Regions from separate parts of the Sus scrofa genome. Here all the other regions are linked to region 4. Evidence: chromatin contacts called from public Hi-C, HiChIP or PLAC-seq and promoter capture Hi-C data. All regions are on one chromosome and are shown on one strand. The core of a region is the stretch at or near the end of the contact, and the rest is flanking DNA. Distances in the headings are between cores, read along the strand shown. Region 1 holds the start of GRHPR (glyoxylate reductase/hydroxypyruvate reductase). Region 2 holds the start of TRMT10B (tRNA methyltransferase 10 homolog B). Region 3 holds the start of FBXO10 (F-box only protein 10). Region 4 holds the start of ALDH1B1 (aldehyde dehydrogenase X, mitochondrial). Region 5 holds the start of ZBTB5 (zinc finger and BTB domain-containing protein 5). Region 6 holds the start of POLR1E (DNA-directed RNA polymerase I subunit RPA49).

What was found. Promoter capture Hi-C pulls out the DNA fragments that hold promoters and counts their contacts. A called contact is a pair of places that touch in the nucleus more often than the background predicts. HiChIP or PLAC-seq counts read pairs in DNA pulled down with a chosen protein or histone mark.
Region 1: a contact with region 4 is called in an H3K27ac HiChIP or PLAC-seq map of alveolar macrophages. The contact joins the promoter of GRHPR here to the promoter of ALDH1B1 in region 4. A contact is called at or near these places in 1 of 47 Hi-C or Micro-C datasets (liver) and 1 of 2 datasets of contacts at active chromatin or transcription factors (alveolar macrophages).
Region 2: a contact with region 4 is called in a Hi-C map of fibroblasts, with 1.9 times the contacts expected there. The contact joins the promoter of TRMT10B here to the promoter of ALDH1B1 in region 4. A contact is called at or near these places in 1 of 5 promoter capture datasets (fetal liver), 2 of 47 Hi-C or Micro-C datasets (embryonic fibroblasts and fibroblasts) and 1 of 2 datasets of contacts at active chromatin or transcription factors (skeletal muscle).
Region 3: a contact with region 4 is called in an H3K27ac HiChIP or PLAC-seq map of skeletal muscle, with 8 times the contacts expected there. The contact joins the promoter of FBXO10 here to the promoter of ALDH1B1 in region 4. A contact is called at or near these places in 1 of 47 Hi-C or Micro-C datasets (brain) and 1 of 2 datasets of contacts at active chromatin or transcription factors (skeletal muscle).
Region 5: a promoter capture Hi-C map of fetal skeletal muscle shows a contact between it and region 4, with 6 times the contacts expected there. The contact joins the promoter of ZBTB5 here to the promoter of ALDH1B1 in region 4. A contact is called at or near these places in 3 of 5 promoter capture datasets (fetal liver, fetal skeletal muscle and liver) and 2 of 2 datasets of contacts at active chromatin or transcription factors (alveolar macrophages and skeletal muscle).
Region 6: a contact with region 4 is called in a Hi-C map of retroperitoneal adipose tissue, with 2.3 times the contacts expected there. The contact joins the promoter of POLR1E here to the promoter of ALDH1B1 in region 4. A contact is called at or near these places in 2 of 5 promoter capture datasets (liver and skeletal muscle), 11 of 47 Hi-C or Micro-C datasets (alveolar macrophages, embryonic fibroblasts, fetal heart ventricle and 6 more) and 2 of 2 datasets of contacts at active chromatin or transcription factors (alveolar macrophages and skeletal muscle).

What each region holds. Positions count from the first base shown.
Region 1 is chr1:238,137,899-238,142,539 of Sscrofa11.1, forward strand. GRHPR (glyoxylate reductase/hydroxypyruvate reductase) reads left to right here and starts at 1,866. Exons shown (of 9, transcript XM_021066121.1): 1 at 1,866-2,022; 2 at 3,951-4,081; 3 at 4,458-4,530. The coding sequence starts at 1,940.
Region 2 is chr1:238,514,291-238,518,593 of Sscrofa11.1, forward strand. TRMT10B (tRNA methyltransferase 10 homolog B) reads left to right here and starts at 1,752. Exons shown (of 9, transcript XM_001928975.4): 1 at 1,752-1,822.
Region 3 is chr1:238,305,379-238,310,186 of Sscrofa11.1, forward strand. FBXO10 (F-box only protein 10) reads right to left here and starts at 3,282. Exons shown (of 11, transcript XM_021066155.1): 1 at 3,139-3,282.
Region 4 is chr1:239,107,360-239,111,975 of Sscrofa11.1, forward strand. ALDH1B1 (aldehyde dehydrogenase X, mitochondrial) reads left to right here and starts at 2,455. Exons shown (of 2, transcript XM_003353586.5): 1 at 2,455-2,711.
Region 5 is chr1:238,175,102-238,179,872 of Sscrofa11.1, forward strand. It overlaps ZBTB5 (zinc finger and BTB domain-containing protein 5), which reads right to left and starts at 2,376. Exons shown (of 2, transcript XM_021066137.1): 1 at 2,133-2,376.
Region 6 is chr1:238,194,488-238,199,292 of Sscrofa11.1, forward strand. It overlaps POLR1E (DNA-directed RNA polymerase I subunit RPA49), which reads left to right and starts at 3,172. Exons shown (of 12, transcript XM_021066147.1): 1 at 3,172-3,336; 2 at 4,199-4,302. The coding sequence starts at 3,261.

The sequences.
Region 1 (4,641 bases), core at 616-3,115, 970 kb before region 4:
GAGGGAGATGGCAGGGTGGAGCCCTGGCCAGGGATCCAGGTAGCCCAAGAGGCCACTTCTGGCCCCTCCAGCGACTTGCTGTATGGCCCCAAGCTGGAGATGTCACCTCTCTATGCCTGTCTCTCTTTTCTATCTGGGCCTCGAGGGAGCAGAATGGATTCAGATAAAAGCCACAGAGAAGAGACCACCCGCTAGGGCTTTTTCTTCTAGGTGCTCCCAAGCCTTGGAGCAAGTACCTGAACAGCCTCTGGCAGAGATGGAGCCAGCACAGCTGAGGGAGGCCTGGGGCCCTCCCACGTGTCCTGATCTTGCTTCAGCATCTGCATCTCTGACCAACTGCTATCCCCAGGTGTGGGTTTTCCTTGAATGTGTTACTATTTTTTTTTTTTTTGAGTGTGTTACTATTTATCAAACACCCATGACCTGTGTTACCTTGTGTGGTTAGGCCATTCAAGATAGCTGTTCTCTCTCTCATTTTTTTTCTTTTTTTCTTTTTCTTTTTAGCGCTGCACCTGTGGCATATGGAGGTTCCCAGGCTAGGTGTCCAATCAGAGCTACAGCTGCCAGCCTACACCACAGCCACGGCAACACAGGATCTGAGCCGTGTCTGCAACCTACCCCACAGCTCACAGCAACGCCGGATCCTTAACCCACTGAGTGAGGCCAGGGATTGAACCCGCAACCTCATGTTTCCTGGTCGGATTTGTTTATGCTGCACCACAACTGGAACTCCAGGGTGGCTGTTCTCTTGCTCTCTGTGTGGCCCCTGCTCAACCAGTTCCTGCTTCACTTACATGACTATCCAATCCTCTTAATTATAGGGCTTAATTAGCCCCTGGTAACTGATGAGCCCACCTGATGTCAGGCCCCCTGTAAATGGTTGCCTCCTTCTCCCTTAAGCAGCAAAAATTGCTGCCATGTCCTGCCTGCTGTCTGCTTGATGGGGCGTTGCTCCAGATCCCCTGTCTAATAAACCATTGATGTCTCTGTCTCTAGGCTCTTTCTTTGGTTTCAGGGCTGGACAACTACAAGGCTTGCAGGCCCGTGGGGTGCAGCCCAGCACACCTGCTGTTGTAAGCACTACACATTGTCATCCTCTCAACAAGCCAAGTGTTAGGTACCTACTATTATCCCCATTTTATGATGAGGAAGCTGAGGCATGCACAAATTTAACCACTTGTCCTTAGTGGGTGGCAGGGCTCAGTGCTTGCTGAATACCTAACATGACCCAGGACCCATGCAAACGTTGCTTGCACAACTGCTAGCTTCTTGTAGGGAACTGCACCAAGTGTTAAAGAGGTCTTTCGGGGATTCAGATGGCCCTGGGCCAGGCTCCTGTGTGTGCACAGTAGGCCGAACTCAGAGCCTAGTCTGCGTGTCCAAAGACCCCTGCCTAGAACAGTGTGACCATGGTGGAACAGAGAAGATGGTCAAGGCACTGACGCCCTGGGAATGGGGGTGGTCCCTGACTGCCTCCCCCTCAGGTGGCAGACTCTGACAGCTGTAGGCACCTTTACGGCATCCACACACGTTCACACAAGACTCTCCCCCGGATGCCCCTTTGCCGATACCAACCCCCAATCCATGGCCCGCAAGTCCTAAACCTCTGGGGCAGTGGGTACTCAGAGGTAGGTCCTGGAGCCAAGGGCCTGAGCCTGGGACGAGCCCCAGAACCAGTCTAGGTTTCAGGAAGTCTTGATCACACACACACACACACACACACACACACACACACACAAGGCGCACACTCGGAACCCTGTTTACCCCACACTTAGACACATTGCCACGTCCACTCCCAGTCTGCAGCACAACAATCCCACACGCCCCCACGTGCCCCCGCCCGCTCCAGGCCCGGCCCCGCCCCCCCGAGGCCCCGCCCCCTCCCGCCCCGCTTCCGGTCCGCGGGATCTGGGCCCAGAATCCGGCGGCTCCTGGGTGCATGAGGCGAGTGAGACTCATGAAGGTGTTTGTCACGCGCAGGATCCCCCCGGAGGGCAGCGCTACGCTCGCCCGCGCCGCAGAGTAAGAGGCTGGCGTCCCTGCCCCGCACCGCGCGCCGAGTCCTCTCCTGCCGGGCGCGCGGCCTGCGGGTGGTGGGAAGGGGCTGCGGAGCCCAGGGGAACTGTTCTGGGACCCGGGGCACTGCTCTGGGACTTTGGGCGCTCGGCACGCGGGGTGACTCAGCGTCTCCCGCGCCTCCCGAGGCCCGGGTTATTTTTGGTGGGGTGGACTGGACGGTCCTTGAGGTCAGAGAGCACCCGGGACCCTGCACTTGGGCCGTGGCCAGACTTTGCAACCTGTGCCCAGCTGGAACAGGTTGGAGTTTGGGGAAGCTTTACCTAGGCCTTTGCAGTGACTCTGAGACCTGCAGTTCCCCTGGCGCTTGCAGTGGGGGTGGGGGACAGGGTTGGATCCCTTCCCAGTCGTGGGCCTGGGGAGAGGAAGGTCCAGGCTGTTTGTTAATCCTTTACTCTCCGAGCTCATTTGGCCCTATCAGGGACCTTGGCAGTCCCTGGCCTGGTACCTTTGAACGGCTGTCAGGGGGCCTGTGGTGGTATGTTTTACATTGAGCCAGGCATGGGAGCCTCACTGGGTGCTTCAGGTACGTAAACTCTTAATCCTTCAACACTGTGAAGTCAGTGCTGTAATGCTCATCTTACAGATGTGAAAACTGGAAGAGATGAAGCACCTTGTCCAGAGTCACACAGCTCTGTACGAGGCACAGCTGGGATTTGAACGCAGCTTTTTCTTGTTGCTTTTTAGGGCCGCACCTTTGGCATATGGAGGTTCCCAGGCTAGAGGTTGAATCAGAGCTACAGCTGCTGGCCCACACCACTGCCACGGGAACGCCGGATCCGAGCCATGTCTGTGACCTACACCACAGCTCACAGCAATGCCGGATCCCTGACCCACTGAGCGAGGCCAGGGATCGAACCTGCATCCTCATGGATACTAGTCGGATTCATTTCCACTGTGCCACGAAGGAGACTCCTGAACTCAGCTCTTTCTACATTAGAAAGGTTTGCCCTGCCTGTGTCAAGCAGGGAGAAGGTGGAACCTAGCCTCAGAAACCAGCGCTAGGGGAAAATGAGATTTGTTTACTTCATTCAATACAATAAAACCTTTGCTGTGGATTTGCCATGTGCCAAGCATTGAGGAGGATGAGGAGAGGGCAAGAATAACAATGGCGCTAAGGGCAGCGATACCGCTGTGCCACTGTGGAAAAAGAGGGTGAAAGGAGGCCTGTGTCTGGGGCTTAGGCATGGAGGTGCTGCAGCAGGGCTTTCTGGGAAGTGCCAGTGGCTTTGTCTTGCACATAGAGATGCTTCATATGTGTTGGCTGCAGTGAATTAAATGTCAAGGGCCAGGAGGCTGGGCAGCACTGCCGGGAAATATGCCCAGTGCCCACCAGCCACCATGGAAGCTCTCCCTGAAACTCCGCTGTATTGAATTGCTTTGATCTTATCCAAGTACAAAGTCCAAGTTTCATGAACTCATAGGACAGGACATTCGACTGGACAGGGAATCCAAGCCCCATATGATGCAGTTACACCCCCCACCACCACCGCCACTGGTCTTCCCAACAACAGGCTGCCCAAGGCCTGGGTGCTCACTATCTGTGAGCCTCCCATGGGGATGGAGAAAGCTCTTCCTTGCGTTGCGTCGAGCTGAGAGCTGTCTCTATGACTGTCTTTTCAATCTAGGCCCTTGTCAGCAAGCTGTGCCCTGTGACCGCTCGTCACCCTTCAGCCACCCTCTCAGGACAGTTCTGAGGCTTCCCTGACTTTGACTCCCCTCACCCCGCCCCAGGCAGCTTGAGGCCAGAGCTAGCAGGAGGCAGTGTTTCCTTGCCACTCTGAGAAGGGTCTGCAAACATGGCCGGGGCGCTTTGGGGGCCTGAGGGCACTTGGGGCTTCCCCACTTCTGAGTGGGCTTTCCTTTGCCTTTAGCTGTGAGGTGGAGCAGTGGGATTCCGATGAGCCCATCCCCAGTGAGGACCTGGAACGGGGCGTGGCCGGGGCGCATGGCCTGCTCTGCCTCCTCTCTGACCGCATAGACAAGAAGCTCCTGGACACTGCAGGTGTGTGCGCCGGGCAGGCCTGGGGAGGATTCCAAGGATGTCTTGGCCTTGTCAGGCACATCAGCCTGCTGCTGCTGGGTCCCAAGCAGGTCTTCTGTGACCACTCCGAGCTCTGAGGTTGTTCACTGCAGTCCTGGGCCCATGCCTGCAGTTCGCCTGGCATACACATTGCCCCCCTCTTCTGGCTGTGAGTCCCTGGAGGGAAGCCTTAGGAGGGCAAAGCCCATGGTGTAGACCTGGGCCCCTGTCCAGCTCTGCACAGCCTTGCTTTATGACTTCGGGCAGGGCCCTGCCTTTTCTGGATCTGTCTGTAGCATGCGGGAGGGCTTTGAATCCCTTGAGGCAAGATATAACCAATGCCTTTTCTGCACAACAGGAGCCAATCTCAAAGTCATCAGCACAATGTCTGTGGGTGTCGACCACTTGGCTTTGGATGAAATCAAGAAGCGGTAAATGCAGTTGGGGCTCTGGAAGGAGGCCTGGGGTGAGGGGTAACTACCAGAGTGGGAGAAAGAGGAGCTGAGTATTTGTTTTTACTTCATATCCCTCGACCATTTAGT
Region 2 (4,303 bases), core at 502-3,001, 590 kb before region 4:
GTAACTTGAGTGTGTTGGTGGTGGGGGTGTGGGAGAGAAAGTGGTGATTAGGGAAGGCTTCCTGTAGAAGGCAGCCTGAATTAGAGCAAGGATGTCAAGAAGTATTTACTGAGTAGCTACTGTGTGTCAAGTCCTGGCTTTAACAGATAGGAAGGTAAGCTTTTCTCAAGAAAGGAGAAAAATAACCCATTTGTTTATTCTACTGACAAATATTTATCGTGCAGTGGCACCAGGAATACAACCATCAACATGATAGATGTAGTCCCATCAAAGAACTTACAATTTCAGGGAATACACAGGAAAAAAAAAAAAAAAGATTACCGATAGATGAAAGTGAAATCAAGAAAATGAAGAGTGTTAGTATGGGGCTGGGATGAGCCAATTTTCCCTATAGGTGGTCAGTAAAGGCCTCTCTGAAGAGGCAAGGTTTAAGCTGAAGCCTAAAAGGTAAGAAGGAGGCAGTCACGGAAAAACAGGGAGGAAATGGAACAGTATCTGCAGAAGCTGTTGGTGTGTTTAAAGCATTTCAAGAAGACAGGTGCGACTGCAACACAGCAAGCTGGAAGAAGAGTGATAGATGAGGTTGGTGGGGCAGCCAGGAACCAAGCATGCAAAGCCTTGAGAAAGTTGGATTGCACATCCAAGTACCATGGGAATCCGCTGAGGAGTTTGAGGTAAGGGAGACAAATAATCATATGGTAAATGAATGGGCGCCCAAGGAGGGTGGGCAGTAATACCAGCTAGGAGGTCTTTTCTGTGAGGAAGTGGCTGTGAGCTCAAAGATGAAGAGACACAAAAGCAGTGGCAGGGAAGAAGGAAAGGTATTCTGCAAGACACACGGACTGGCAGGGGCGGTGGGAGCCGCTGAAGACCATTTGAGCCACTTAGCAAATCCTGCTGAGTGGGGAGCCAAGGCCAGTTTACAAACAGAGACATTAGAGGTGGGTTTCAGAAAAAAAGCTTTCTGGGGAGGAAAGCATAGTTAATTTCATTCAGTATTTTACAAGGTGCTCCAGTAGCAGATAAAGGATGGATTAAAGCACGGACTGGAAACCAGTGGGTAGGTGTTGGAGATGCTCTGTAAAGAAAAGGGGGAAAACTGTGAGGTCAAGGACAGATCCAGCAGGGCTTGGTTTCCCCAGGCAGGAGGTATTTCAGGCTCTTTCATAGTATGATCTCTCAAAAGGGTGAGACTCCTAGGACTGCAGGAATAAATGGAAGAGCAAATGGTAGTTTTTATCAGGGCAAGGTTTGGGCAAGTAACTTCAGCTCTCCGAGCAGTAGTTTCCCTGGGGATTTTGAGGAGAGATGGAGAAGGGAGAGTGGCCGGAGGCTAGGCTCAAGCCAGGAGACCTGTTATTATCCTGGACGGCCGGGTGGTGGTGAGGGGAGCTGTGTCAGCTCGTGGGCCTCGCTGCTTGTGGGGAAGCACAGAGAGCCCGGAGAAAAGCAAGGCTCCCACGATGAGAGCTGAGGGGTGGTTCAAGTCTGGTTTCAGCCCTTAAGAGCCACCGAAGGGGCTGGTCAACCTGCAGCAGCCCTGTGCAGTCGGCAAGCGACTGGGATTGTGGGCCCAGCTAGTAGGCTAGAAAACAGAGGCTCAGTGAGGCGCGGCAACCTTTCGGTGGGACGCAATTCATTTGTGCCACTATGGGGCTTGGGAGCCGACACCAAAGCCTCCACTCTGGGCCCTGCACACCTAGCTGCCAGGCTGAGAACTACAACTCCCAGAAGGCCATTCTCCAAGAGAACAGAACCGGAAGTGAAGTCGGAGGCGGGGCCTGAAGGCGCCGCTGCCTCTGCGTTAAGGTGAAGGGTTCAGGTATGCGTCGGGCTTGTTGCGGTAAGGGTGGGGGTCCGGCCTGGGGCTGCTTCTGTTTCGCGGGCAGGGCATTCGCCCGGAAAGCCAGGGCCTGCGCAGCAATCGTGTGACATTATTTTCTCTACCTTTCTTGGTACTTCCTTCCTGCTTTCCGTAGCCCTCGAAGCCTATGGGCCAGACGGGGCCTACACGCGGGGTACTGTTGAACCCAGAGTCAGGGTGTTCTAGTGCTGAAAGGTGCCAGAGGAGTGGAGCCGCCTTTAGTGGCTAAAACAGAATGAGAAGATGAGAGAAGCATGCAGAGTTTGGTCCATCACTTAGCGCCCAGGAATATGCTCATCAGGTGGGACTTGGGTTATAAAGTTGTGAGGCCTCTATCAACTTAGAGATAGAGGTGGAGTGGAGAATTTATTAATTTGGCAAGTCTTTATTGGTTGTCTGTTATGTATGACGCTCATTTCCAGGCATAGAGGATATAGTGAACAAAGCGAACAGAACACCTGCTGACATTATAGGCACGGGAAAGTTCAGGCAGAAAATTAAGTAAAATATGTGCCATGTTGGTTAGTGAAAATCTGAATTAAGTGAGGAAGATAATCATAAGTTATCTCCTGCCAACCACACACAGAAACTTGTTGCGCTATGCTTTTTTTGTTTTGTTTTTTGTTTGTTTGTTTTGTCTTTTTGCTATTTCTTTGGCTGCTCCCGCGGCATATGGAGGTTCCCAGGCTAGGGGTCTAATCAGAGCTGTGGCCGCCAGCCTACGCCAGAGCCACAGCATCGCAGGATCTGAGCCGCGTCTGCAACCTACACCACAGCTCACGGCAACGCCGGATCGTTAACCCACTGAGCAAGGGCAGGGACCGAACCCGCAACCTCATGGTTCCTAGTCGGATTCGTTAACCACTGCGCCACGACGGGAACTCCTGCGCTATGCTTTTAAAATCTTGGCATTTTGGAGTTCCCGTTGTGGTTCAGCAGAAATGATTATGACTAGGATCCATGAGGATTCAGGTTCGATCCCTGGCCTTGCTCAGTGGGTTAAGGATCTGGCATTGTGGTGAGCTGTGGTGTAGATGCAGCTTGGATCCAGTGTTGCTGTGGCTGTGGTGTAGACCAGTGGCTACGGCTCCAATTCGACCCCTAGCCTGGGAGCCTTCATATACCATGGATCCGACCCTAAAAAGACAAAAAAAACAAACAAAAAATTTTGGCATTTTGGAGTTCCCCTTGTGGTTAAGTCTCAGTGAGGATGTGAGTTTGAACCGTGGCCTGGCTCAGTGGGTTAAGGATCCTGCGGAGGGGCATAGATGGAAGATGCAGTTTGGATCTGGCTCTGCTATGGCTCTAATTTGACCCGTAACCTGGGAACTTACCTATGCCACAGCTCGGCCCTAAAAAAGAAAAAAAATCATGGTATTTTATTGTAAGTAAATTGTACCGCAGAAGAATTTAAAGGTCAAGGTAACTAACAGAAGAATTGAAAATAAAAGAGGTTAATGCAAGTTATTTGAATTTTAGTGTTGCACAGGGAAAGTTGATGAGTTAAGAAGTAATGGTGTAAGCATATGAGTTCAGGTTGAGGATTTCTGGTTAATTACCAGAAGAACTAAAAATATCTGGTTAACAAGGGTTTCCCCCTCTAAAGGTAGAAGCAGTAGAAGGAAGAATCTTTGCTTTTCATTATAAATAGGTCTTTTCAGTACCAGATCCATGGATATTTTGTAGATGTAGATATTTCATAGCTTTACTTTTTCAAAGATAGACATTTTCCTAAGATATTGGTAGCACCCTGGACTCAGGGAGTAGCCCCATGAGCAATGGTTACACCATTGTTATGATTATTTTCTTTAAGGCCGCACCCATGGCATATGGAGGTTCATGGGCCAGGGATTGAACCATGCCTCTGCAGCAACCTGAGTGGGGTTGCCACAGCAGAAACTTATTATACCATTCTTTGTGACACTTAATTGTACACTGGAGCACTTCTTACTCATACCTTCCTCAGGGATATTGAACATCACCTTGAAATTATTAAATTTGTTAAGTGTGCTATAACAATTGTTCATCATATTTTTCTGCCTCAGCACTATTTTTTTGGGGGGAGGGGTCTTTTCTAGGACTGCTCCTGTGGCATATGGAGGTTCCCAGGCTAGGGGTCTAATAGGAGCTGTAGCCACCGGCCTATGCCAGAGCCACAGCAATGCAGGATCCAAGCCACGTCTGCGACCTACACCACAGCTCATGGCAATGCTGCATCCTTAACCCTCTGAGCGAGGCCAGGGATCGAACCTGCAACCTCATGGTTCCTAGTCGGATTCGTTAACCACTGAGCCACAACCAACTCCTGCCTCAGCACTTCTGCCAGGTTTTAACAATTTCCCCTATGACTGTGGCTTTCTGCTGCAATGATACTTAACTCAATAGGGGGAGGGACTATGTAGTTTGGAAAAATGAATTCTGATACATCACCAGCAACCT
Region 3 (4,808 bases), core at 2,032-4,531, 800 kb before region 4:
TCAATGGTGACACCATAAACGATGTGGGTGGGCTGCTCAGACTCCGCAGTTCTCTCCCCTCTGGAAAGTGGGAGTAAAACGGACTTCTTTGGACTGCTTTAAGCCCTTAGGGGACTTGGAAATAGGAACCATCAGAATACTCACTTAGAAGGGCATTAAAGACTTGGGGAGATTATTTGGAAAAATAAAAAAATGTTACTGCTTAGAAGGTAACTGCTGATATGAGACATATAGGTTAGTAAACATCCAAAATGAAATAGACAAAATCTTAATCAAATATCTATCTACTTTTATGTACACAATACTGTGTAGGAAACTAATATATCACTAAGCTAACAGAAAGAGAGTAATGAGAGGAAAAAACAGACATTTTAAACAAAGCCCATGATAGGTGACTAAAGAGAAGGCTCATTCATTAAGGCAAACTGAAAAGAACAAAATGCTTTTTTTTTTTTTTTTTTTTAAGGACAGCACCCACGGCATATGGAGGTTCCCAGGCTAGGGGTCCAATCAGAGCTGCAGCCACTGGCCTATGCCACAGCCACAGCCATGAGCCACGTCTGCAACCCACACCACAGCTCACGGCAACGCCGGATCCTCAACCCACTGAGCAAGGCAGGGATCGAACCCACAACCTCATGGTTCCTAGTCGATTCGTTAACCACTGCACCACGATGGGAACTCCCCACAAAATGCTTCTTGTACCATCTATTATTACCATGTGACTGAGAAACATAAAAGAAATTTGTTGCTTTCTTACACCTTCCTTGAAAAGCATATCAGTGTGTGATGTCTTCTTGGTTGCCCAGGACACTATCCTTCCATCTCCAAAAGCTCTCACTGGCTTGTAATCTACATCTTTTTCAGAGCCCCACTTATTTGCCCTTGCATGTGGTAATGCTCCTGGATCATCCCTACAGAGATGCTGAGATCCCTAAGCCAGGGTCAATACATGTTTTTATCTGTTTCTAGTCCCACTCCTGCTGGCCCTGCCATCGATGTATGTTTGTTAAAGAAAACAAGAAAAAGTAAAGAGGCTGGAAGTAAGAAAGGATAGTGTGACTGCCCTGCAACTGAGAAAAAAAAAAAGGACCACCATCAGAAAGCAAATCCACAGGGAACTGGGGCTGCTTGACCATGGATTTCTCAACAGCTACTTGTGCTATCATAAAAATACAATTCATCTGATAACCATGGAAACCATAATGAAGGCACTGTAGTAAGGGTGGCTCTTTTCAGAAATTTAAAAACAGTAAGAGGCCAGAAACCAGAAAAAGAAACCCAAGCACTGCAGCCCCAGGAAATCCCTTACTAAAAGCCCTGACAAAGCAGCATTTTCTCCAGTCTCTACAATCTCACCAGGCTTCAACAAGGGCTCTGGGACTGCTGTTACTGAACATGAAACAATTCAGGCCTCTCTGTGTGCTTCCGTCCCTTGGGGCCAGCTGCTATGAGAAAGGCTCAAGGGGAGGTGGAATTTACTGTTATTTTGAGATGTATTGAGAACCAGCAGAGGAGTACTTGTGTATTTCTTCTCCAGCTCCTAGTAGGTATACAAGCACATAGTAGGCTGTTCATAAATACTTGTTGTATAAATGAGGAATTGGGTTATAATTCAGGGAAAGCACAGCATCTGGTAAATACTATGTGTTCCAACATTTTGTCTGTCTTGTGCCAACATTTTGTCTGGTCTTGTGAAAAATCAAAATCCTGTCCTCAAATCTGGGCCTAGGAGTTCCCACCATGGCTCAGCGGTAACGAACCTAACTAGTATCCATCCTCATGACTAGTACCATGAGGTTGCCAGTTCAATCCCTGGCCTTGCTCAGTGACTTAAGGATCTGGTGTAGCCACGAGCTGTGGTGTAACTCACAGACATGGCTCAGATCCCGCATTGCTGTGGCTGTGGTGCAGGCTGGCCACTGCAGCTCCCTTTCGACCCTAGCCTGGGAGCCTCCATATGCCACAGGTGCAGCTGAGGAGCAGCCTAAGGAGGAAGCTAGATTAAACTGTTTCCCAGGCATCTGCTGGGTCTGACAGTCAATCACTATATTGCACTTTTTTTTGGGGTGGCAACACATGCCTGGCACTTTTCTTTCCCCTCATTGGGAACCTGATACTGATCTGCTTCAGAACATTAATGTTCCCATCCTGCCTGACTCATCTGGTAGGAACAACTGGTTCACATGCCAACTGTAAATGAGAAGGCAAAGGATCCCACTTGGCTTCTTTCTCGTGAAATCAAAACAGCACTCTTTTTAGGACTAAATATATAGAAACGGAGGTGTGTGATGATTCTACACACCCTTCCCTAGTTTACTGATTTTATACAACTTGTACTAAGAGAACTAATTACTGATCATTTCTGTTCCCGGACATTGTGCTGAGCCCTATTACACTTAACATTCACAACAATCTCCTGAGCTAATTACTGTTATTATTTTGTTTTAACAGGTGAGGGTAATATCTGGCTCGAGATCACACAGTAAGTGGCAGAACTAGGATTTGAACCTAGGTCTGACTGACTCCAGACTTCTGGCTCTTCAAATCACTTTCCCATCTGTTCTTCACTGTAGTCCTGTGAGCGACGCAGGGCTAGGGTTATCATCTTATTTTAAATATGGAGAAGACGAGTCTCAGGAGAGGCTTATAAAAAACAGAGAAAATACAAGATGCCCGGCCCCAGACGCTCCTGCGTTCCTAGGTGAGGGTTCTATTCCATCTCAAGAGTGCTTTTTCTCTTCGACTTCATTAACACACTCGCAAAACCTCAAGGCTGAAGGCAACCGGAGAGATGCACTTTCCCAGCCCGATCATTTCACAGGAGGGGAAACCGAGGCACAGCTGTTCTTCGGCGCAGCTGAGCCTCCAGCTGCCAGCAGAGTGCGGGAGCTCTGGGCCGTGGGCGGCCCGAGGGCACCTTCTCCGGGTCCCGCCGGGGCCGGGTGCTCAGCCTCCGGTAACACCGAGCGGCGCCAGCTCCGCCGGGCGTCTAGAGAAGCGCCCCAGGTCCCGGGGAGGTAGCCCCCAGGCGCCCGAGCCCCTTCCCAGGGCGGCCCCCAGCTCCGGGGCCGGGGCATCCCAGGGACGCGGGCGGAACGACTTGGCCCACAGCCTCCTCGGGCCGTCCCCTCTTACCTCGCCAGGAGCTGTCCGGGACGCTTGCCCACACCAGTGCGGGCCGCGGGCACCGGGCCGCAGCGTTAGCGGGGAAGGACTGCGGCGCGCGGCCAGAGGCGGGCGGGCACGTTTGGAGCCCCGCCCGGGGGCGGTATTTGTAGGGCTGGTGCAGGGCGAGCGTCGTCACGTGACGCGCAGGGTGGGGGATGCCGGGAGAGGCGGGCGCGGGGCTGGCTGGGCTTCTTGGACCACCGCGGAAGGGAACGCTTGAGGAGTCGCTGCAGGGAGGACTGGAAAGGGGGACGCTTGGAAAGGGGGACGCTAAGGCGGCGAATGAGTCTTAAGATGCTGCGATGTCGAGCTTGAATAAGGGCGGTTAAGGCTTGTACTACGTGGCCCCACAAAGGTAGAAATAGAATCAGTGGGCGGAAATTGCAGGGAGGCAGCTGCGGTCAATATAAAGATTCTTCCAATCACCAGTTATCTATCAGAGTAATGGGCTTTTTCTGGGAGGAGGTAGCAACTTTGTAGGTGTGTACATAGAGGCTGGGTTTATTCATTCAACAAACTGACCACTGGCTATGGGCCAAACAATATACTGGGAGGATACATTAAATAGTTTTACATATAGTGTTCAGCACAATGCCTTCCATGAAGTAAATGTCATCTAAGTGTTAGTTGCTGCTGCTGCTGCTGTTATTATTCCAGCACCAGGGTGAATAAAGCTGATGTGGTTCCTGTCCTTCTTAATTCTCAAGTGGAGAAGGTAGTCATCAGATATCATTTAAATAAATATGTACTTAAAATTGTGTGAAGTAGAGTGAAGGAACCCATATTTAAAACTAGGGGGTAAGGGATAGGGGTCTGGGAAGACCTTTCAGATACAGGTAAGGAGTTGACCAGATAGAAGAGAGGCAGGGAAAGCCTGTGTGAAAGCTCTTGGGTGGGGTGGAACAGAAGAGAGAAGGCTGCTCTTTGAGTAAATGGAAGATGTCCAGTTTGCCTGAAACTTCTTGTGTTGACAGAGAACAGTGTTAAGTGAAGTTAAAGGTAGGTAGGGTCCAGATCATGCAGCACTTAGTAGGCCATGATAAATTTTTTTTTTTTTTGTCTTTTTTGCCTTTTCTAGGGCCTCTCCCACGGCATATGGAAGTTCCCAGGCTAGGGGTCTAATTGGAGCTGTAGCCGCCAGCCTATGCCAGAGCCACAGCAACGCGGGATCCAAGCCGTGTCTGCAACCTACACCACAGCTCTCGGATCCTTAACTGAGCAAGGCCAGGGATTGAACCCACAACCTCATGATTTTTAGTCAGATTCGTTAACCACTGAGCCACGATGGGAACTCCCATGATAAATATTTTTAAATTTTATGTAAAAGGAAGCTGTTGAAGGGGTGGAGGATGTGGGTGATTTGATACCTTTTTTTTAAAAAAACAAAGTAGGCCGGCTACTCTGTAAAGAATAGACAAAAATAAGAGTGGAAGTAGTCAGATGGGTTAAGACTTGGACTGGAGTAATGGTAGTAAAGGTGGAGAGAAGTGGATTTGAGATATTTGAGGTAAAACCAGCCTGGCTTCATGTAGGATATTAGAGGGTATTCCCAGTCTTCAAGTTTAACCTACTGACTGGGCCCACAAAAGTGCGTTAGTGAAACCCTAACTATTGTTCAGTGGAACATATGGGGGAGG
Region 4 (4,616 bases), core at 1,205-3,704:
CAGACAAAGCATTCCCTCCATAAATCCCTTTCGGAAAACCATTCATGGTGGAGTCATAGAATTCCAAAGACCACTTAAGCTGGTGCTTCCCAGATATAGTTGTGCATCAGGAGCATATGAGGAAATTTAAAAATTCCTGGATCTCCACCAACATATAATAATTGAGAATCTCTGAAAGTAAGGCCAGGGAGATTGTAAAGCATGTTTTGTTTTTGTTTTGATGCTCCCCAGGCAGTTCTGATGCACAGCTAAGTTTTGGAACCACTTATCTTGTTCAGTCCTTATCTGGTGCTTTACAGGATTTTGCCAAATGGTTTCATATCCCTCCTGGTACTCCCCAGTGATGGGGGCTCACTGCAGCCCCTCCCACCCATCCTTAGCCAGTTCTGCTTTGTCAGGAAGGTCTTCCTCTGCCCCCTCTAACTTTCCCTCACAGGTCTGGCGCTGCCTTCGAGGACCCCACAGACTACATCTTGTTTTTTGCCTTCTGGAGCCTTGGAGGGTGCAGTCCTGTCCCTTGAGTTCTGAGAGGTGGACACTCCCAGTTCCTTCAGCTGCTCCTCACAGGACACAGCCTTTATCCTCTCCCCAAGGGGCCACTTCTTGTTTGCTACTGCGTCTCACACCTGCCCCAGCTTTCCAAGAGGCCTGACCACTGGAAGACTGATAGTTGTTTTGGCATGGATTCACTGCCTCTACAAATGAGGCTTGTTAATGACTGATCAAATAACCCTTAAGTCAATCCACCATGGAATGTCATGCCAAATGCCCAAAGGGTGCTAGGCTGGCCATGTGCTGGGGTGAGGGTGGTGGGGTGAGGGGGCGGGGGGGGCATGGAGGCAGACAGGGCTTTGCAAGGGGCCACACAATTGCTGGGAAAACATGAGCATAGATGTGGCAAGGCACAAGATGTAGTGCTTCTAGTGAAGAATTAAGTTTTGCAGCAAGGACTGTGAACATCCTAAGGATGACATGGTAACAAAAGACTCCATGGAGCTGTAGCTTAGGGAAAGAATTATATAAATTAATCAGGTTCAAACAGGAAAATGTGCATATTCTAAATATATGGAGAGGTAGAGATTTAAGAGAGAGAGTGGGTGCTGACAGAATTGCTGGAAGGGCCAGAGGGATGGAGAATCAGGGAGGACTTGACCTTCAGGACTGACTCAGAACAAGATGGATAGAGTCCACCAGCCTTGTTACCCTCTGAGACCACTTTGGGGGCTATTTAGCTCAAGACACAGTCCTTAGGCCATGATTTAAAGAGCAGGGAACAAGTAGCTGGAGTCAAGGAACCACAGCTGCAGCAGGCATCTCATACCCAGGGAGCTGGAGAAGAATGCAGAAAACCTCACATTTCTGCCATCATACTAGTGATGACCCAAAGGCAGCAGGACTGTACCCTCCACCTGCCACATGTGGCAGTGGTACTGCTAATCGGCACCACCTAGTTTACATTCAGAACTCTAGCTGCAAATGAGGCTGGGGGCCTGCTCAGAGCTTCCTAACTTCTCCAACCAGGAGGGTGCAGTGGAGGTGGAGCCGGTGGAAGACGGCAGGTTCAGGAATTAGCATCCCGTATGGCAACAACAAATGGAAACAGTCTCCATGTCCATCAACAAGCCATCTTACCACACAATTCTAGGCCACCCGGGAGAGGATGATGTTGCCATTTAATTAATTAGTGACACCATAAAAGGTTCAGAGTAAATTGCTTTTAAAAGGCAGCAAAAAAGAAGTCACCATATGATTTCATTTTCATTAAAAGAGTTTTTGAACAATGCAGAGGAAAAAAGTATCAGCAAGATGGATGGTAACGTTTGGGTGAAAGGATTGAAGATAATATTTTTTTCTTCTTGGAACCTTTTCTGTGTTTTCAAAGCTTTCTGCATTGTGCATATATTCTTGGTGTCCTTAGCCCCACCCCACCCCCGCTCCAATGCAGCTTTTAAAAGCTCAAATATAAAATCTACTGGGAAAAAGAGCAGTGAAGGTGGAAGACAAATTAGTGAACCAAGGAAAAAGAAGTGAGAGAGAGGGAAAGGCACAGAAGAGGCTAAGGAGAGCCTCAAGGATAGGAACTCAGGAGTTCCCTTGCTGGGCATCCTAGGTTAAGGATTCCAAGTTGTCACTGCAGCGACTTGAGTTGCTGCTGTGGCGCGGGTTCTATACCTGGCCCTACCTGGCCGGGAACTTCCACAAAACTCGGGCACTGCGCGCGGGGGCGGGGGAGAATGGTAACCTAATAAGGTGCATTGTGTGCAAAGGAGAAAGGAAAAATACAGTTGGGGCCCAGGCTCCCATTGATGTGTGACCTTTGAAGTCCTATCGTTTCTGGATTTTTGTTTCCGCGCCCAAACGTGCGTCTTAGGACCCCTAGCTCTGCGTGGCGATGCCTGAGAAGGAGCGCTTGCATGGTGCGGAATATTCGCAGGGATAGGGGGCCACTAGACCTTGAGAAGGGTAGTGAGCTAGCAGCACCCCCCCCCCCCCCAATCCTGAAGGCATAGAACAGCCAGCGCTTGGGGGTAGGAGCGGCGTTGGCCGCGCTGCGGAAGGTCTGCGGCGCCCTGGGCGCAGGCGGAGCCTCATTGGCTGCTGAGCTTCGAACTACGCGGAGGCGGGGCCTGTGGCGAGCCCCGGGCCGGTGGCCAGACTAGACCTGGGGGAGTCGGATCCCAAAACAGACCGCGAGCTCCAGCCTGCTGCAGGTAACTGGCGCCCCTCTCTCCTCGGCCCCCACTTCTCACGGACTGGCCACGACTCCCTTCGCTGCAACGCAGGCTTCCTCCCTGGGTCTCGGCTTCCCGATTTGGGGGCCCGCCTTTCCGCCCGAGGGAACGCTGTGGGAACCTCTTCCTGCTTCCCACCCCGCCTCCCACACCGGGTCTCTGGGTGGCGCCGGAGGGGCCCTGAAGACACAGACCTTTGAAACCTCAAATCTTCCCGGTTACCTTGACCTCGTCGCTCCCCGCCACTGGGCCCACTGTAGTAGAGAGCCCCGGATTGTAGCTGTGAGGCCAGTACACGCACTCCCTCCAGCAGAAAGGATAAGGTGGGCGCTACCCGGTCCTCGATGACCCAGTGGGCACAGTGGGCGCTAATAAAAGAGTTGTCCGTAGGAGGGGGGAAACACAAAGATAGGGCTGTGGGAATCCAGGCTGAGGCTCCTATTCTTACTTGCTGTGTGTCCTCAGTGAGTCCCAGAACCTCTCTGATCCCCAACCTTCTTCCAGAATGGGTTGTCATCATCAACCTAAATTCTCTTGGGGCTTCTAGAAGCCTCAGGTGAATTGATTGCTCAGAAGATGGCCTGCAGACTGTAAAGTATGATGTTCTGTGAGCACTTCTCTACCCACATGATGGTGGAGGCCCCTGAGGCGACCCCAAGTAGGTCCCTAGAATAGAAACAGCCTTGGCTGTGCATGAAAGTAGCCTTGCCAACCTTGGTCTGTGATCAATCCTCTTGCCCTCTTTAGCCCCCTCCACCCCTACCCCGTGGATTGGTTAACCCCCCCATCCACCTTATCCTGACCTCCCCAGGGACTCCTCCCTCCTCAGACGCAGGCCTAATGGATGCAAGATCGCTTCTGTCCCAGCGTGGGTCAGAGTCCTGAACAGAGTGAACCCTGCATGCACCCCTGTCAGGTCTGCTGGCTCAGCTTCTCCCCAAGGGATGGCTTCCTAGGAATCTTTCATTTGTGTGGGGCTGGGGACTTAGCTGGGGCCTTGTTTCCCTGGATAAGTTCTTTGCTCCTCTCCCTGCCCAGTGGCAGGGGGTAGGGGTGCTGGGGTAGGGCAGGTGCAATTCTTTCGGGGGCTTGTGGGATAAGGTCAAGTGAGACAGCAGATGTGTAGAGATGTGCTTCAGCGAATCTAGGAACTTTATATACCACTTAAGTTTCATGGATTAAATTTTATAGGGTGTTTAGAGTTGTTATTTTCATCAAGTCTACACTTTTTAGAGTTGTAGGCAAGAATAAACAAAGGCTTCTTTCCAGCTGCTGTACTCATTGCACTCCTGGGAAAGCTGAGGCCTGACTGTGCCTGGGGAGCTGGCCTGGGCTGGTTTCTGAGGGTGCCGCCCAGCTCCGATGACCTGGATGCGTGTGCCAGGCTTTTTGTACTCACAACCCCATTCAGCGTAGCCCCATGAGGCATTTCACATATGAGGAAACTGAGGCACAGAGGTGAAGTGATGTAAGCTCCTCTGTCAGAGAACAGCTCTGTCGCCGAGTCTCTTCGGTTTTTACTCCACCCTGAGGTCAATTAAACAGCCTTTGTAAACAACCTTGGTGGATATTTTATTGTTTCCTCAGTATATTGTTGAATAACTACCTATTTGAGCAGCTTTTCTGTAGCTGGCATAATTCTAGGCATGAAGGACATAGAATTATGCCTAGAATTATGAATGAAATAGGAAAAAAAAAATCCCTGCTCACATGGAGCTGACATTTTATTGGGGGAGGGGAAGCATGTACATATACTATTTGGGGAGAAATAAAGTGCAGTGTGGGGGATAGAGAGTGCTGGGGCTGGTAAAAGTTGCAGTTTTATAAAGGGTGGTCAGGGAAGGCCTTATAGAGAAGGGGACATTTGAATGAAGATGCAGAAGA
Region 5 (4,771 bases), core at 1,126-3,625, 930 kb before region 4:
TTTGCATTAAAAATAAATAAAAGGTGACAACAAATATGGAATCAATATCTTGGGTTTTTCTTTTCTCTTTCCATAGAGGCAGATTCATATCTCACTACACGTAAGATAGTTTTAACTCTTACCCACACTAAAGAACTTCAATTTAATAAAATTCATGCTAAGTACTTTATTTTTTATTTTATTTTTGTCTTTTTAGGGCCGCATCTGCAGCATATGGAGGTTCCCAGGCTAGGGTTGAATTAGAGCTATAGCCGCTGGCCTACACCACAGCAATTCAGGAACCAAGCCACATCTGCGACCTATACCACAGCTCACAGCATTGCCAGATCCTTAACCCACTGATTGAGGAGAAAGATCAAACCCACATCCTCCTGGGTACTAGTCGGGTTCCTTAACTGCTGAGCCACAATGGGAACTCCCATGTTAAGTACTTTAAATACTAAACATTTACATACATTTTGTATCCAAGTGACTTTTTAAAAATGACTTCAACTTCTTGTGACAGTCTCTTTTGAGAGCACTGAACCCTAAGTTTAGGAAAACATCCCACTCTAAGATTCTTTTCTTGCAAATCTTACCACTTCCAGAATTTTGCTAAACACCTCAAATAGCCAGAATATGGTCTGCAACTATTTCCAGCTAACTATACCTTGTCCTGACACAACTTTTAGGAGAGAAAAGGCAAATCCAAAAACAAGTTGACTTCAGGACTCTTTAAAAAAAAAAAAAAAAAAAAAATCCTGGTTTGTTTATTTAGCAGAACGCAAGAGACCAGAACAGGTCCTCGACCTGTTAAGTCTTAACTGGCAGGTCACCAAGCTGGCAGTGGTGGCACAGCCAGTCTTCCCAAGTTTCCTGGGATTTCCAGAGGGGGTTAAAGCAATAGTGGGAGGCCTTTCCTTGGTTTAGGGGCTTTTCTTTAAAATTCTCTTCCCTCACCGCTAATCTTTTAGCTTACCATCCTCACAACCCAAATCATAGCACTTCACTGAATTCAGTTTCTCCAGAAAATGAGGCATTCAGCCCACCTTTTCAAAATTATCTAAGGCACAACAGCCTATATAACGACAACAAATCATCATTGATGAGTAAGGCACAGCATTCTCTTCAACCTCTAAAGAAAAGATCCCAATGTATGTCATATCTTCTACCTACTAAAACAGAGAAGCATAGAAACACATTTTGGAAATATTTTTGCTTCAATTCCTGAAGGTGAAAGGTTTCTTACTTCCACTAATTAAAATTAACCCCAGAACCCAAGTATACCACTTAGCAATGAAGCTTTTACTGCGCCTTTATGTAAAAATTTTTTGCCAAGTTAAATATTCAGGATTTGTGTCCTATTCAGAAATTAGCTTCCACAGTATCGTCCACAAGGCCAGAATACAGACTGACTTAATAGCAAATGACCTTTTTGGAAGGAAAAAAACTAACCTTCAACTCCCCTTAGTTCACTGCCTAACATGCATAAACCTGTATGTCCTCCAAACAAGGGAGGAGGGGGACAGACTGTTCTTACCACTGCATCCCCTACACCTCCTAGCACGAAGCCTGGAAGCAGTGGGTTTTCAATAAATGCCTATAAACACTTTAGTCCTTTTAGTTGCGGCATTCCAAAACACTGGCTCCGCCCCTCCTGGTTCAGCCGCCGGTTCCCGATTCCAGCTCGCCTTGGCCTTGCTCTGGTGAAACGAAACCTCGTCGCTCAATGAGACCCAGGACAGGGGCAAGGAAGCCACCCGACCCCATTCCGCAGATTCTCTATTCACCCTGCCAGGGTGCTGGTCTTTCCCACGCGATCCCAGGAACCAACGTAGCCCGCCCGCAGATCAGAGGGGGCAAGAGCCCCCGCCCCACTCGGCGGACAGACAGCCTGGCGTCGGGACGCGGGGGACGCCTGCGCAGAACACGCCTCCCACCCGCCTTGGCCCCTCCGCTCTGAGGGTAACAATAACCCTCAGGAAAGACAGGCAGGGCAGACGCGGGGGGGCACCGGTACGCTTCGGCGCGCGCCCAGACACCTAGACAAGACCCTGATCGCGCCGCCCACCCAGCTCCCCCAGAGCTCAACTGTCTCCACGTGAGCGCGCCAGCGCGCGCCACCACCGCTCCCGCTGACAGAGTCGCCTCACCTGAGCCGGGCTCCGCCCCCCTTCTCGCTGGAGGAGGCGGTGACCCTTCTTCGATCCGACCCGACAGTGTGGCAGAAGACCGGAACGTCCAGGCTGGCTCCTCGGTGATGGGATTTCCTCCCTCTTCCGTCCACCCCGCCTCTTGTTGCCCAGCTCCTTCAACCCCTTCGCCGCGGCACTCTTGAGAACACCGCGGCGGCTGCACACAGTAAACGGAAGTGACGCAACGCGAGATCGCCTACTCCGCGGCATTTCTCGTCCCCTCCGGCAGGGGTGCAACCAATCAGAAGGGGAGAGGGCGGGGCCGGGACAGAAGTGCAGCCAGCCGGCGCGCGGTATCTGGAGGAATTTACTCGGCCCCCGGAACACTGACCAATCCGCGGTCCCAGGAGCCTCGCTGTGTTTACTACCGACAGAATCCGTGAGCTCTGTGACCAATCACCGTTTGCCTTACAACACATAAAACTGTTATCAAACGCCTTTGAAGGCGGGATTTATCACTAAGCGGTTCTAGATTTAGACTGTAGAAAAGCGACTGAGTGTGGAGGCCAATCCAGGCCCATTGTGGGTGAGACCAGCTGGTTTTCCTAATTCCACCAATCACAACCACGACTGCCTTTGGTCTGAGCCAGGGGTAAGGCGAGCCCGCGAGGTAGTGTGTGTCCCACCACTGGCTGGACTTGAAGGATTTCCCTACCTTCTCGGCGCCCGGCACTTCGGTGACCACCGGCTCCCTATGGGATGCGAATTTCCTTCGTGGGACCCACTCACGCACGGTGTCCGAGGTTGAGTTCCCATCTCGTAGACTTTGGAAGGAATAAAATATAATTTCAGGAAGCTATATAGGTTGAATTAAGACAAAATCCAAGCTAAAGATGTTGAACCAAAAATTCTGTTCATCTCACAGAAGTTGGGTCCGACGCAGCCCTACGTCCAATCTAGGTGCCAGCGTCTCGAAGCGCTGGTGCCTCCCGGCTCCCCACTGGCACTTTGCTCTGCATTACCTGCCGCAGGTCAAATAAGCCTGCAGTCTCCAGAACCAAACCTCTAAAGAACAGCATTGGGAATGTGGAAGGGTGGCGGACTTCGAAGTGACGCTCTCAGAAAAGAGTAAGCTCCGGGTGGCTTCCAGACCTCCAGGTGCACGCTCGGATGGAGAGGCCAAGCTCTGAGGGACACTGGCTGGAGGGCTTCCGAGGGCACCGGGCCCTGGGGCAGAAAGAAGCTCTCTTTCCCTGGGTGAAGAGGAGGCAAGGAAGCCTGGGAGGGGCCTTCCCCGACGGGAAGTGTAAGGGGCATGGCGCGACTCCAGAGTTTAAGGCAGGCTGGGAACGCAGCTTGATTCTTGGGGCGGCGGGGCGGGGGTGGAGGGAAGACAGACTATTTTTAAAAGGGAACACCCCACTTCAGAATGTGACACTCAAGTTATCTTTGCAGCTGATCTGTCCCTTCACTGTACAGGTTGGAAATGTTGCCCTCGAGGTTTTTTTCTTTAAGGCTTCAATGAGGTCTGATGGTAAATTATTGTTCATTAAGATTCCCTGACATTTTGTAGCCCTTACACGTATTTTATTGCCAGACTGGGTGATTGAGAAAAAAAACGGAATGCTGACAGTAAGCCAGGTAATGTGAGAAGTCTCTTCACCTATGTGACCCTTAGAAACATATGTGAGCTAAAATGTTATCTCAGATTTACAGACTGGCAAAAATTAAAAAGATTTGTATGTTCAGCACTTAGGAACGTGTTTGAAAAAGTCCCATCCTATATTGTAGTTTAGGAGTGTCATTGCTGCCCTCTGAAGATCACTTAGTATCTTCAAATTTTAAATTAGGCATTCATGGAGTTTCCTGGTGGCTCAGCAGGTTAAGGATCCAGCTTAGTCACTGCTGTAGTTGGGGTTCCACCCTGCCTCTGGCAGTGACAAAACAAAACAAAATTTCATTCCCTTCTAGCTGGCAATTCATTTCTGGAAATTCTACTTAAATAAACAAATGTGGTAAAATATATAGGGGAATGTTGATCACAGCTTTGTTAGTGGAAGAAAAAAAAGAAACAATGCGAATGTGCATCTATAGAGGATTGCAATACATTGACATACACCGTATATGTAGTGTGACTCTTTATCCCTAATGATCCCATATGTGTACAAAACAAAACCAGTGAAAACCTGTGTGTGGACATACACATTATAGCTTGTAAATGTATGGCTAAGTTTGAAAGGATACTATCAAGCTGTTCAAGATTTACCTCAGTGAGGGGAAGTTGGGAAGGTGTGATAAGGAAATATTTTAAGAGGTCCTTCTTAATTTTAAGTCTTTATGTACTTCTGTGTTAATTTTTTTTAGGGCCACACCCGCGGCATACTGAGGTTCCCAGGCTAGGGGTCAAATTGGAGCTGTAGATGGCGACCTACGCCACTGCAAGAATAGCCAGGAGGGAGTTCCCATTGTGGCTCAGCGGAAATGAACCCAACTAGTATCCATGAGGCGAGTTCAATCCCTGGCCTCGCTCAGTGTGTTAAGGATCCAGCATTGCTGAGAGCTGTGGTGTAGGTCACAGATGTGGCTCAGATCTGACATGGCTGTGGCTGTGGTGTAGGCCATCTGCTGCGGCTCCGCTCTGATTGGACCCCTAACTT
Region 6 (4,805 bases), core at 1,922-4,421, 910 kb before region 4:
TCATAACAATCAATCTCTTTCTGTGTGTCTCTCTCTGTATCTCTGTTTCTTACTCTCTCTCTGGTTCTGTTTCTCTGGAAAACCCTAATTAATACAGCACCTTGCAGGGGCCCCAGGCTTGGTGGTTAAAGGTGGGAGCCTGGGAGCTCCCATCATGGCACAGAGGAAACAAATCCGACTAGGAACCATGACGTTGTGGGTTTGATCCCTGGCCTTGCTCAGTGGGTTAAGGATTCGGCGTTGCTATGAGCTGTGGTGTAGGTCAAAGACGCAGCTTGGATTCTGTGTTGCTGTGGCTGTAGGGTAGACTGGCAGCTGTAGCTTTGATTCGAGCCCTAGCCTGGGAACCTCCATATACCGCGGGTACGGCCCTAAAAAAACAAAAAACAAAAAACAAAAAACCAAAAAACTAAAAACAAAAACGGAGGTAGGAGGTGGGAACCTGAATGGGATAGGAAGGGCCTTCATGTTGGGTGGTGGTGGTGATGGAAGATGTGGTACTTACAGGGCTACTGATCGAATAAGTAAAAAGATGAAGGCTAACTGGAACCAAGTTTCTCACTGTCAAAGAAGGAAGTTACAAATATGGGAGGGAAGAAAGCAGAATGAAACCTTCCCATGCTGGATGGGAATTAGAGGTCACTGTTGACTTATGGTCTCTAATATATACATAGATTTAGAAATAAATTGGGAGTTCCCGCTGTGGTACAGTAGATTGATGATCCAGCTTGTCTCTGTGGCATTGACAGTTCTATCCCCGACCCAGCTCAGTGGCTAAGGATCTGGCATTGCTGCAGCTATGGGATAAGTCACAGATGCAGCTCAGTTTCAAGCTCTGGCCCAGGAAATTCCATATGCTACAGGTGAGGCCCAAAAAAGAAAAAAAGCACTTTTAGTTGTAAAATTGTGTTTAGATACATATATTCACTAATTCAGGCCTGGGAGGAGTGACGTCCCAAAAGCAGACATAGATCCTGGTTTCTAAGTATCATTTCTGACCAGAAGAAACCAGAACTCCTTGGAGAAATGAGTGATTTTGGGCTGGGGCAGGGAAAGTACAAGATGAATTGAAACCGTGGCCAGAGAGCAAGGACATGTTCAAAAAAAATAATGTGAACATGTTAAAAGGACACTAACCAGCTTATGGGGTTCCCACTGGCCCAATCTGGGAAAATTTGGCCATGAAACTAAATGACAGTAGCAGATTCCAATCTACTGAATAAAATAAGAATCCACAAATCCATACTGATATTTGTAAGTAAATAAATGAATAATTGAAAGGTGAACAGGATATTTACTTAGTCTATAGTAAAAAAAAATTGCCCACAATATACTTATTAATTACAAAGGGAAAAGAATAACTTTACTGTGGAGAAACATGGCTGATTCCACATTAGTTAAGTGATCAAAGTTACTGTAACCTGTGATGGGACAAATCGAATTGTACATCACCTGACATAACACAATGAGAAGAACAGTATCATATTTGTAAAATTTCTGCCAAAGATGCATAACCTGAAGCTAATCACTTGGAAACATTAGAGAAACATTAGACAAACAGATTGAAGGACATTCAAAATAACTGGCCTGTGAACTTTAAAATTCAAAGTCAGAGTAAGAAACTGTTTTTGGTGGAAGGAGACTACAGAGCTATGCCAGCTAAATGCAATATGTGATTCTGGACAAGATCTTCTGTTATAAAGACATTACCAGAAGAGCTGATGAACTGAAGTGGGAAATGATGAGTATATGGTAGTAATGTAGCAATGTTAATTTCCTGATTTTTATGGCTGTAGTGTAGCCATTTAGGGATCGTTTTTGTCTGTAGGAAATACTATACATGGTCTTCAGGTGTGATGGGGCATCAGGTTGATAACTTACTCTAAAAAGTTCAGGGCCAGAAAATTTCTTTGCACTGTACTTGCAATTTTTCTGTAAGTTGAGATTTGGTAATTAGAAAAGACTTGCTCAGAAAAAGGAGAGCTCAGGTGTTATCTTTTTTTTTTTTTTTTTTTTGTCTTTTTGCCGTTTCTTGGGCCGCTCCAGTGGCATATGAAGGTTCCCAGGCTAGGGGTCTAATCGGAGTTGTAGCCACCGGCCTACGCCAGAGCCACAGCAACGCGGGATCCGAGCCGCGTCTGCAACCTACATCACAGCTCACGGCAACGCCGGATCCTTAACCCACTGAGCAAGGGCAGGGACGGAACCCGCAACCTCATGGTTCCTAGTCGGATTCGTTAACCACTGCGCCACGAAGGGAACTCCCAGGTGTTAATGTTTTTTAGATCATCTTGGAAGTACGTGCAGGGGGAGGGGAAGTCTCAAAAGAAGGCAATTTGGAAAACACAGATGAGTCAACCTGGTTCTTTCCCTTCAACAGTACCCTCCTTTGACTGAGAAAAACGGGTCCTAGCCTGGGCCCATGCTGAAAGATCTGCTTTAATCCTCCTTTTTGCCTAATAACTCCCCATGCGGTAGGGAGGGTTGAATCCGCGGGGACAAAGGACCATGCCTTCTGGTTCCCCCTTCTTGTCCACCCCAGAAGCTTTGAGTCTGCTGGGCCTCTCCCACTGGTCCATACTCTCAGAGTTGATTGAACCACAGGTGGTACTGTGCCAAGGTCCGAGAAGATGAGGTCATGTTACTGTTTACAGGATTGTGGATCACGTTTGGGCTTAAGGATTGATATCCAGGTGTGTGGATGGAGGTCCTGGAAAGCGGCCGGTCTCCGCCAGTCGCCACATTTAGTTAGCGTGCAAGGATTGCCTATCGAAAAATTCTAAATTTGAACTTGGACTTTCAGGCGTCAGTAAGACTTATTTGCCTCGGTGGTAGAGATAGACCATACCCTACCTAGACTCAGCCGCGAAGAAACCCGTCTATGCGCTAAAGCAAGACCTGAAGGTAGTGTGCTCCCTAGCGGCACACGACCTGTAAAGAGCAGGCCGAGTGCTGGGCCAATCACGTGTTGCGCCTTGCTGCGGAGGAAGGAGCGGGGCATAGGGAGCGCAGAGACCCCGCCTCTCCACGCGGAGGGGCGGGCGAAGAGTGAGAGGGGATGGCCCGCCTCAGAGCTCAGCGAGACAGCGCTTAGGGGCCGGGCCTGATGGGGGCGGAGCCACGCATCTCTGCGTGCGCAGGGCGGTGCCCGGAGAGGCCACGCCTCTTCCGCCCTGCCTTTTTTTTTTTTTTTTTTCCACCCGCGTGTACCTAGCGGACGCAGTTGTCTTAACTCCTGTGCTTGGCGGTAGAAGGGCGAGATGGCGGCGGAGGTGTTGCCGAGTGCAAGGTGGCTGTACTGTGGAGACCCCGAAGAGAGCCAGAGAGCTTTACTGGGTAAGGACTGCGGAGCCGGAGCAGAGCTCCCTGTAACTTCCTCCCTTTCTGTCTCGGTATCTACAGCCCTCGTCTTCCCTTACTGGTCCGTCCCCCTTCTCAGCTGGGCCAGATCCCTTCCAGGCTCTACTGCTACTTAGGGCTCGGCCAGGGTTCCTCTGTCATCTCACCGCGTTTCTGTCACCACCTTCCCGCTGAATGAGGCCTTACCAGTTACCCCTTCCCAGTACTCTAGACCCGGTCATCTCCTCACCCATCAAGTCTCAAACCTGCTCCATTTACTTTCCTCCATTGGGCAGAATTTTTCTTTATCTTTTTAGGTCTGGTCCAGGCCTCGTCAGTTAGTCCCATTTCCCCTAGTTATTCCCTCCCGTCGAAGCCCCTCTCTCCTCAGGCCTCCCCTTACCTTCCCATCCCCTCCCCATCCTCTTCCCACCTGGATCCGGATCTCCTTAAGCCCTCCTTTGGGGAGTTCCCATCATGGCTCAGTGGTTAACGAATCCGACTAGGAACCATGAGGTTGCGGGTTTGATTCCTGGCCTTGCTCATTGGGTTAAGGATCCGGCGTTGACGTGAGCTGTGGTGGTGGTCGGATCCCGCATTGCTGTGGTTCTGGCGTAGGCCGGTGGCTACTGCTCTGATTAGACCCCTAGCCTGGAAACCTCCATATGCCGCGAATTTGGCCCCAGAAAAGACAAAAAACAAACAAAAAACAAAAAAAAACCTCCTTTGGGCCAGGACCTGGGCCTCTTTGCCATCCCCATTCCTTCAGTCACTCCCTCTCATTGACTGTCTGTTTCCTCTGCATCATACTCTCTTGGTCCTTCTGCTCTCATGTCATTCCTGGGCTACAATCTTACAGTCCAGTTCTCCAATGGGAAGCTGCAGAATCCAGGCAACATGCGCTTCACCTTGTACAAGAGCAATGATTCCACAAACCCCAGGAAGAGGAGTCAGCGGATCCTGGTAAGTGCTGCAGTAGCTTGTTTTCTCCACTCTGCAGGCTTCAGGAGGCCCCTTGGGTGTGGAAGGGAGTGAGAGGAGAAAAGCAGGGGATAGCAGATTAGCCTTAAAGAACTTTGAGCCCCAGCAGGCTGGTGTGTGGGAGCAGGCTCCATTCAGTTTCACACTTATGGTGAAATGATAGCCCTTTATTCATTTGTTCATTCAGCAACCATCTATTGAACCCCCACTGTGGCTCTGGGCCGTAAGCAGCTAGGGAGACAACTAAGTCAGACATGGCCCCACCCGGAGGGAGCTCATAATCTAGAGCAGCATTTCTCAATCTCAGCACGACTGACCTTCTGACCCAGATAATTCTTTGTTGTGGGGACTGTTCTGCACATCCCTGGTGTTTAGCAGCTTCCCTGGTCTCTACCCAAATATACCTAGCACCTCCTCGTTGTGACAATAGCATGTCAGACATTCCCAGATGTCCCCATAGGGGTATTTCCCTGGGTTGAGAACCA